Regions from separate parts of the Mus musculus genome. Here regions 2 and 3 are each linked to region 1. Evidence: chromatin contacts called from public Hi-C data. All regions are on one chromosome and are shown on one strand. Each heading gives the region's core, a stretch centred on a gene start, on an enhancer-like site or on the middle of the called end of the contact. The rest is flanking DNA. Distances are from core to core; before and after follow the strand shown.

Evidence for each region. Hi-C and Micro-C count contacts between places; a contact is called where the count stands out from the background.
Region 2: a Hi-C map of cerebral cortex shows a contact between it and region 1, with 1.8 times the contacts expected there. The contact joins two enhancer-like sites. A contact is called at or near these places in 1 of 15 datasets of contacts at CTCF or cohesin (embryonic stem cells), 6 of 484 Hi-C or Micro-C datasets (the N1E-115 cell line, Sertoli cells, cerebral cortex and 3 more), 7 of 115 datasets of contacts at active chromatin or transcription factors (embryonic basal ganglia, embryonic stem cells, neural progenitor cells and 1 more) and 1 of 9 other capture datasets (embryonic stem cells).
Region 3: a Hi-C map of cerebral cortex shows a contact between it and region 1, with 1.8 times the contacts expected there. The contact joins the promoter of Ubxn10 here to the enhancer-like site in region 1. A contact is called at or near these places in 13 of 39 promoter capture datasets (the 3T3-L1 cell line, the C10 cell line, cranial neural crest and 8 more), 1 of 484 Hi-C or Micro-C datasets (cerebral cortex), 4 of 115 datasets of contacts at active chromatin or transcription factors (embryonic basal ganglia, embryonic stem cells and pancreatic cancer cells) and 3 of 9 other capture datasets (embryonic stem cells, liver and pancreatic islet).

What each region holds. Positions count from the first base shown.
Region 1 is chr4:138,522,699-138,525,568 of GRCm38.p6, forward strand. The region is part of intron 3 of Gm32549 (a long non-coding RNA gene); the gene reads left to right. Among named protein-coding and RNA genes, the nearest start is that of Gm32549, 28 kb to the left of the region's middle. Within about 2 kb of position 1,328, at least 28 of the 459 cell types and tissues checked have an H3K27ac peak or open chromatin away from gene starts, as enhancers often do. A contact at or near this core is called in cerebral cortex and hippocampal neurons, where this site is marked.
Region 2 is chr4:138,690,311-138,693,378 of GRCm38.p6, forward strand. All of the region lies in intron 1 of Gm32770 (a long non-coding RNA gene), which reads left to right. Among named protein-coding and RNA genes, the nearest start is that of Gm32770, 14 kb to the left of the region's middle. Within about 2 kb of position 1,736, at least 14 of the 459 cell types and tissues checked have an H3K27ac peak or open chromatin away from gene starts, as enhancers often do. A contact at or near this core is called in cerebral cortex, where this site is marked.
Region 3 is chr4:138,723,885-138,726,991 of GRCm38.p6, forward strand. It overlaps Ubxn10 (UBX domain protein 10), which reads right to left and starts at 1,381. Exons shown (of 2, transcript NM_178671.5): 1 at 1,297-1,381. It overlaps Pla2g2c (phospholipase A2, group IIC), which reads left to right and starts at 1,441. Exons shown (of 6, transcript NM_008868.3): 1 at 1,441-1,604; 2 at 1,847-1,973.

The DNA.
Region 1 (2,870 bases), core at 78-2,577:
GTAGGGGGTAAAATGTACACAGGTTTCTAAGCCTCTCCCGGCTCTATCTACCATATCAACCCCTCCCAGGGGTGTGGCCAGGCGTCTTAGGTTTTAGGAAGAACGTCAGCGTTCTGGTGATTGGCCAAGCTTGGGGACTTATGGGTCCATCACTTAGTGTAACCCCTGGGGCCTGTCACAAAAGCCCCCTGAGAGTTGAGTCTGGAGAAGGATGCACTCTGATTTCTTGAGCCACTTCTTTGTCATCAGCTTCTCCATGTTAGCTCATGGTGTCACTGGCTGGCTTCTCCTGGGGGCTGAAGGTCTCAGCCCTCACTTCTGGGTCCTAGTCGAGATCTGGGTAGCCGGTGATGAGCAAGGGCTACCCTGGCTTTGCAGCTTGGCCCAGGTCTTAGTACCTCTCAGAGAAGTATCTTCACTTCAAAAACAGTCAGCTGGGTGTGGGGACCTTTAATCCCAGCACTCAGGAGGCAGAGGTAGGCAGATCTCTGAGTTCCAGGCCAGCCTGGTCTACAGAGTGAGTTCCAGGCCAGCCTGGTCTACAGAGGGTTCTCTAGTTCATTTTCCTCCCTACTCTCTCTTTCCCTCCCTCCCTTCTTCCCCCCTCTCTCTCTTCCTTTCTCCCTCCCCCCTTTTCTTCCCTCCCTCTCCCCCATCCCTCCCTCCCCACTTTTCTTTCTTAGTGTGTGTACATGTGCCATGACATTCACGAGGAGATCAGAAGGCAGCTGTGGGAGCTGCTTTTCTCCTTTCACCAAGTGTGTGGGGCATCTCAGGATTAAACTCATGTCCTCAGGCTTCGTGGCAGAAGCCTTCACCTGCCGAGCCATCTTTCTGAGCACCAACTGTCTCCATAGAAAGGTCCCAAGGCCCCATTTCATGGAGGCATGGGTTTGTAAGACCATAGAGCAGTAGAGCCAATTTGAATTCCAGCTCTCCTTGGTAGAGCTGTGTAGCCCTAGGCTCGTGACATAACCTCTCTGAACTTTGGCTTCCTCATATGCAATACCAGGGAGATGGATCTTAGTGGCCTGGGGTAGCCATGAAGAGTATGAGGACAGTCACAAACCACAGAGTGGGCTCTGTGCTGTGCTGAAGGCAGGCAGGGGGCCTGAGAGGCGGGCATCCCGAGCCTCAGCACTGTGGAGAGGATGACAGTTCTGCCTTCATATCCTGAAGCAGCCTCACACTGCAGGAGGAGCTGAGAGGCCTCTGGTGTTTGGTTGCCTGGTTTCTGCTGAGTCGGAAGGAGCTGGGAGCTGGGAAGTGACAGTCTGCGGCAGCCAGGGGCCGTGTGGGACACATTCTTTGCTGAAAGCCAGTTTCCATCTTGTTATCTTAATGGCTCCTTACAACAGCTCTGGTAATTGTCAGCTCGCTGTTCAGATAGATGGGAGCCCCGAGACTGAGTTAACTGCTCAAGGTCACTCAGCATAGCAGCTTTGACAGGGAGGCCTAGCCAGACACCAGGCCAAGTGTCTGTGTCTCTAACAGATGGTGACAAGCCTTCCCAGAATCTGCCCACCTTTGTCTACCTTAACTTCTGCCTGCTGCAGTCTCAGTCTCTTGGTCCTGAAGAGCTCTGACTCTGAGCCAGATGTCTAGGTTCAAATCCTTCCCAAGTCTGTGAGCTTAACGTGCCTGGGTTCTCCGTTGGTCAAATGGGGGAGGCGATACTTGCGTCTACTCTGAAGTAATGTTTGGGAGAGTCATGCAGCCCATTAGTGTATACCCCGACCTGGGCCTCAGTTGTTCCATACGCTAAATCGGTGTTGTTGACTGAGCACGTATTTGGAGTGGTTAAGAGTTTGGTTTACTATCCATAGCAACCAATGAGCTTGGGGGTTTTAGTCCCATTCTCCAGATGAAGAAACTGAGACCAGAGAAGTGAATTGACATACCAAAAGCATCCTGGCTATAACGGGCAGGATGGTGCAGTCCATACTCAGCTCTGACTTTCACTTGCAACCCATGACTTCCACCTCCTCCCCTCCCATCTTTGAGTGACACTCCAGGGACTCCACTAGCCTGGGACATTGGAGTCCCTGCCCTATACAGAAGAGGTAGACCCCGTGCCTACTTGTAGGCTCCAGTCCTATCTGGGGTTCTTTTCGTTCTCAGACTGTGGCAGGCCCTAACTGGTCCCAGACTCTGAGCGCTGAAGGAGAAGTGTGTTTCCTCTGTGAGGCCTCTCTCCAGCCTCACTCTGTTCCCGGCCTGCCACTTTAGCCAGCAGCAGCAGTGGGTTACATAATGAGCAGCAGGTTACATAAGGGTGAACTAGGCCCTGGTGGGGACTGGGAACAGAGTGGTCCTCACCATCTAGCAGAGCGCCAGGCTCCCACACCCACGGTGCTCAGCTGTCCACCCGGGCCCAGAACTGGGGCTGGGCCTGGTATGATTACAGAGCATAAACGTTGCTTGCCTGGTGTGGCATAGCCCGGTCAGGGCCAAGAGCCCCAGTGTGGTCCTTGCTCTTCATGTCTTGATGAATCCCGTTCATTTCTGGACCTGTTTCCCTTTCTAGAAATCAAAGGCTAGTCTGGAGCTGTCCAGCACCCCTCCCAGCTCCAGGGACATAGGGCTTTTGTTTTGGAGAGGAGACTCACATCTCTAGGTTCTGGCTCACTCTCTGGACATTGTCCTCTCTGGGTCCACTTACCCAGGATGGAATCCAGTGTCAACCCCACTGGTACAGGAGGAGGTTAGGGGGTTCTGGAGGTTGGCAGGAAAGAGGATTGGGACTTCTCATTTCCTCAACTCCAGTCGCACCTGGATATGCTTAGCAGGCATTCATCATCTTAATATTCATGACACTGAGGCTGCCACTGGCTGAGCACTTCCTCCAGCCGGGTGCTGCAGGCTCCGTT
Region 2 (3,068 bases), core at 486-2,985, 170 kb after region 1:
GAAACCATTCACTTGAGGTTGCCTTGACAATATTTAGCTTGGAGTATATAGTTCAGTGGTGGACCAGGTTTGGTAAGAACACAATACAAATGGCTCAGCAGAGGGGACAGACGTGGCCTGACACATGGGACGCGCTGGGAGGAAGAGGGTGGGAGTAGTACTAGGAACTCAGGTTCGTGAGATGGAGCAGAGAGGAAAGAAGAGTTGCCTGAGTTGTGGCAGGAGAGGGAACTCAGTCCCTCACCGCCTTTGAAGCCACTCAGGGGACTTGAGGTTGTCAGCTGGAATGGGGCCCTCTAGAAGGTTTTGAGTCTTAAGGCCACATCTGTGCTCCCGAGCCATCCCCACAGTGGCTAGCACCTGCTACCTGGGAGAGCAGGTGATTGGGAATGCAGGGGAGAGGCAGAGGTCATCTGGAGGCATTCCCTGAACTAAGCCGCTGGAGGTGGGAATGCAGAGAGGCCGTAGATTCCAGAGAGCTTTTGAAAAGCAGAGAATAGGTGGCTAATGGCATGCTGGGAGGGAGGGAGGGAAGGAGGGAGGGAGGGGCAAGGAGACGTTGGGAGTTATTCCTAAAGCTGCTGCAGCTGAGTGGCTGTGATGGAGAGAGGCAGCCCAGGGAACAGTCAGGAGCCAAAGCTCTTTTGTATTTAGTTTCAAGTGGTGATGGCAGAGGTCTGGGTAGAGGCAGAACACAGGAGCTGGAGAAGAGGAGACCAACCAGTGGACTGCAAACCTAAGGCTCCACAAACTACCCCTGGGGGCATGACAGCCTGTGAGAAGGCTTAAATTGAGAGCAGAACAGAGAGGAATCTCAACTTTAGGGTGTCTTAGAAAGAGGTAGATCCAGGGATTCACCCAGGACACAAGGAAGCTGCTTCCAGAGACAAGAGAAGGCACCTGGAGGAGACCATGTCTCTGCCACCTTGTGTCCCTGGCTTTCTATGCACAAATTGTCTTGAACATCCTAACTACTACCAGACTAAGTGTATTGGGTTCCACTAACATCTAAGCAACAACCCTCCAGGGCTGTCCCTCAGAATACTGGGGAAGTTAGGACGAGATCCTGTCTCCCTTAGCCTTCCTATCTCTGGCTGAATTCCACACTCCTGCTTCTGACTTCCAAAGCTCTGAGGAAGGGCATAGAAATAGCCCTGCCCTAGCAGGAGCCCACTTGGCCTCCTGAATTTAGCATAACTCAGGAGTAGAAGGATCCTGGAGTCTGTTCAAAGGCTACAGCCCACACGGCCCACGGACCAGGGAATCCAGCGTCTTTAAATTTGGCGTCTAGATCGCTTTAGGTTATAGTATCAGGGAAGCATCATCACCGTCCCCCTGTGCTTCTTCCTGTCCTAACTTTGGCATTTGCATGCCTACCCAGCAACACTTTAAACACATCAGCGGGACTAGTCACACTAAAGCTGCTCAGACAATCTGTTCCCACGCCCTCCCCCACCCCCACCCCCCAGCTCCTTAGATCTCAGGATCACACCTGGCCCAACGTGCATGGTAGATAAATGTTTGCTGAAGTGCCTCGAATGCATGGATGCAGACTGGGACGGGTCTATGGTCCTTCCCTTTTGTACACCAAAGTGAGGCCACGCCCTAGCTTCTGATCAGAAGAGCTGGTTCAGGAATCTACGCTCCTGATTTCCAGTCCGCTTTCCCTAGGATGTCAGCTTCAGTTCTCAAATGCTCCCCCAAAGGACTCGCAGTATTGGATAAATATGCAAACACCGCAGAAGGCTCCCTCCCCTGCAAGCTGGAGGTGGCTCTCGCTGGTTTAAATGGCACTATCTCGGTATCACCCACCAGGCCCACAGCATCAAATGGCTTTCTTTGGAGCCCTTTCTCAAAAGCAGCAGTGCGACCCGCCTCTCCTGCTTCACCACCACCTGTCACAGTTTGGGTCCCTTCTCCATTTTTCTCCCTACTTTGAATTTCCTAGCTTCTCAAAATGGGCTGCTTCTCACCTTTCTGAGTGCAAACTGCTTTGTTTGCTTTTAATCTTTAAAAGCTTTTGGCTCCAGTATAGCTCTAACTAATCTAAAAGCCCTGGAGTTTTCCCCGAGCAGATGATTAGGGGACTCTTTTTATGGAGGAGTGGTGAAATCGGCCTCTTTTCCTTGGAGACAGAACAGTGTGTGGAAGTGTGCATGTGTGCATGTGTGTGTAGACCTAGTACATATATATATATATATGCACATGTATATACACACACACACACACACACACACACAAGAGAGGCTCAGAAACAAACACCACAAGGCTTCTCTGTAACCACTAATGGTGGCAGTGCACAGCGTATTCATACAAGGAGACAGGGGATGTCAGAGTGTCTGTTAAGCTCTGCCTTGTGCTTACCAGTCAGCTACATCAAGGCCTCCTTTAAGCTCTTCCCTTAAGTGACAGTGTTTCCCATCCTGGGACCAAGGCTTACCAGTTTAGCTGAGGCTGTGGAGAAGGTTCTAGAAAGGACAAGAGCCCTGACCCCCTAGCTTGACTCTGTCCTTAGACCCCTGGCTCAAAGTTCAATCTCTCCTAGCTTATCATGAGCCTCAGTTTCCATTTTTGTAAAATGGGACTGGTGACGCATCTCTTAGAGGGAAGTTCTGAAGGTTGGTTAAAAAAAAAAAAAACCTTCGAAGTCCCAGCAGAAGGCAACGCCAGTCATCATCCTACGAAGGTTTGTTCTTAATAAAATCAAGGTGGGTTTTTTTTAATCTAATTTTAAAATGTTTAGAAGACTTCATTGCAATTTTAGAAGAGTTCATATGCAGTTTTTTGTTTCCGATTAGACTCCGGAAACCATATGATTGATCTATGCAGCCACTCTTTCACGCAAGAAGCGTCTGGCACAATAAGCGCTTTGCTACTCTAATTACTGCGGCTGTCAACATGGCTATTGTGATGTTTATTGATGGGACGGTCTCTTTGGAAAATAGAGTCCTGCATGATGAGCAGTTCCCTGTACATGGCCACATCAAAAGAATGGAGGTTGGATGGCTTTATGCATTCTTCCGTTTTGTGTTTGAAAAATATGTATTCATCTGTCAAAATAAAAAAGC
Region 3 (3,107 bases), core at 131-2,630, 200 kb after region 1:
CTCCTTCAGGTAAAGCCGTTACACCCAACCTGCTTTTATAACCCACCGCCTCCTACCCAGCACAGAGACCATCTGTTACACAGAGGGAACACCAGCTCCCACCCCCACCCAGAAGGAGGGCAGGATGCTACAGGAAACAGGTGTTTGGAGAACGGCAGCCATGGCGCCTTCAGAGATACACACACACACACCCTGGGTCCCAAACTCTACCTTTGCCCTCTGTCTAGGCTCCTGCGACAGCACAATCCCTGCATGGCTCATTTATTTCATCACCTCTAGGGCCTGGCAGACACTCAACTACAAAGTGATTTGACAACGTCTAGGCGTAGGCATCCATCACGCTGCCAGCAGAAGAGACAAGTAGCCTGTTTACTTAAACACAATAGCTAGGAGGCAGACGCCTGCTAGGAAGCAGGAAACAAAACACGGGCCACTATTTTCAAGATGTTGCCCTCCAGAAGGGCAGGTGCCCATTCCTTAGGATTATCACCACACGAACAGGAAGGAAGGGACATTGGATACAAATGAAATCAAGATTCCCGTGGTTTTCCAATGGTGCCCACAAGCCACCATAGGGTCAGACCATGGTACTTCACAGCCCAAATCTAAACCTACAGCGCAAGCAGCAAAATACACCCTCCTACGAACCATCTGCTGGCATATACCGGGACATGTACACGTGCATTGGTCTTTTAAAATTGTTTATCAGTTACTACCACCCACTGCCGCCACCCCATAGTCCCCAGCCTGGCTTACAAAATTAAACTCTGTAAAGGAACCAACCCCGGGGGATGGAGGGGGAGAGAGGGAGAGAGAGAGGATCGAAACCACTCGCTATGCTACCCCAAACCAGAGATTACAATGTGGGAAACCACAAGCCACCAAGTGAGTGAAGAGAGAGAACCGGGGTTGATTCCAGGATAGAAGGGCGGGCGAGGGGGTTGGGGAGAGGCCTCTATTATTTCCGTGGTCTGGCAGGTCTGGAAGCAAAGCTTCAAGTGCAGAAGGAAGAGGAGTGTTCCGGGAATGGCAGAAAGGTCTGGAACGTGAATGCAGACCTGGGTAAAGGGCACTTGGAGCTGTGGGAGGCTCCCTGCAGCTCCTGCCTCTGCACATGACCCCGACTCCCTTCTCTCTCTTTGGATCTGGGTCCAGGGACTGGCTTGTAGACGCCCCTCCCAGGAGATTCCCTTAGCTGCTGCAGACTCAGGCTCCAGCCAGGTTGGCTCTGTCCCTGGGGAGGGCCACTCAAATGCCTGCCTCTCAGTTTCTGGGGACCCACAGCGGGCCTCTCACCTCGCAGCTCAGCTCCATCCGCCTCCGGTGCCTGGCTGCGACCAGCTGGTAAACAGCCCTGTCTCCCTGGCAACCGCCAAGGGGTGGGGGCCACGTGCTTCCGGTGGGACCGGAACCTGCCTGACCTGGACCGCAAGCTGAATTGGACTAGGGCACGGAGGGCGGAGGGGCAGAGGTGGTTCACGGATTCCAGGCTCAGGACCTTGGTGTGGCCCTGCCCCATGGAGGCCACAGGGCCCTGGGCCTGGACCCCTGCCATTGGAACTCTTCTTCCTGACCTGGCCTGACTCTTGTGTCTCCTGGGGAATGTGCGTTCAGGGGAGAGGGAGCCCTGCCCTGGAGTCGGGGGTAGGGACCAGGAACAAATCCCTGTCAATCCTTGGCCTGACTTTGCCAGTGTCCTTGTTTTAAACAGGGTTGTGCAACTGTTTTAAAACGAGACCCTTAGAATCTGGGTGGTGATTTTTTTAGGGTATGTTGTCATGGGGGTTCCCACCCCCAGGCCACCAGTCTTGTGATCACCACCTGTATCTCCTATTTCCTCCTTAAGGGTCTAACTATATACAGTCAGCAACTCCAGCCACTTCACCGCGTTTCCCAACAGCTTTGAGTTTTGGAGGCCGGCAGCCTGACTGCTTTCTCAGAAGCTATGGTCCACTACCTCAGCCATTCTGTTGGTAAGAGTCCTCCTGGCCCTACTGTCATCCCATCAGTGTGATGGATGCCTTAGCTGGAATCTGTCCAACCCACACCGAGCCATGACATGTCACACACATGAGACCCTCTGCCCTCCCTGGCCAGCCTTCTGTTTCCTGCCCTCTCCAATAGCTATTTCAAATCCTATCTGTCCTCTAAAAACCTCCCACATGCCGTCTTCCTTCCTCCCTCCCTGTGGGATGACAGTCTCCTGCCCTCTGCAAAGGAAAATAGAAACCATTGAATGTGAACCTTCTTAGTTGTCTGCTGTCAGACCAGAGGGCTCCCAGCCTTTGCACGATTGCTCTCTTGCCTCTGGTCTGTTAGAATGGTCATCTGATCCCATCCCTGTTAGCTGTCTCTGAGGTGCTTCCCAACCACAGCCACACACACGCACACACGCACACACACGCGCGCGCGCACACACACACATACACACACACACACACATACACACACACTCTCCCCCTCCCTAGGCCCAATATCCTTGCTTCTGTTGAAACCTTGACTTAAATGAAGACTCTTCCCTAGTTTAGCCTGTCCCTTCACTTGCCCAATTCCTCCCTGTCTTTGTTCCAATCTAATCAACTCTTCCTTCCAAGCTGGCATTAAGATGACTTTAAAGCTGAGAAGTGACAGCGCATTCCTTTAATCCCGACACTCAGGAGGAAGAGGTAGGCGGATCTCTGAGTTCAAGGCCAGCCTGGTCTACAGAGCAAGTTCAAGAACAGTCATGACTACATAGGGAGACCCTGTCTCAAAAACAAAACAAAACAAACAAACAAGAAAAAAAAAACTGCTTTAAAAGGAGTCCCGTTGGACTCTGCTCTAGACAGACCCTTAGAGTAATTTAGTGATTGAACTAGTAGAAGTTAACTAATAGACAGTTAAGAACCACAGATTCACTACCTAACTTCATGGCCACATCTTTGTTACCTGCTTCATGCAGGGATAGGATTTTGATATGAGCAGAGTTCTAAGGCCTTGTCAGCACATCCACAGTTGGGTTGGAAAGACACATTGCTCATGGATAGAATTGTAAAGAATACCGTTTTCAGTAAAGTTTGAGCCAAGGGAAGGAGAGCCTGTTGGATGCGATCATGTATGCTGTGCTT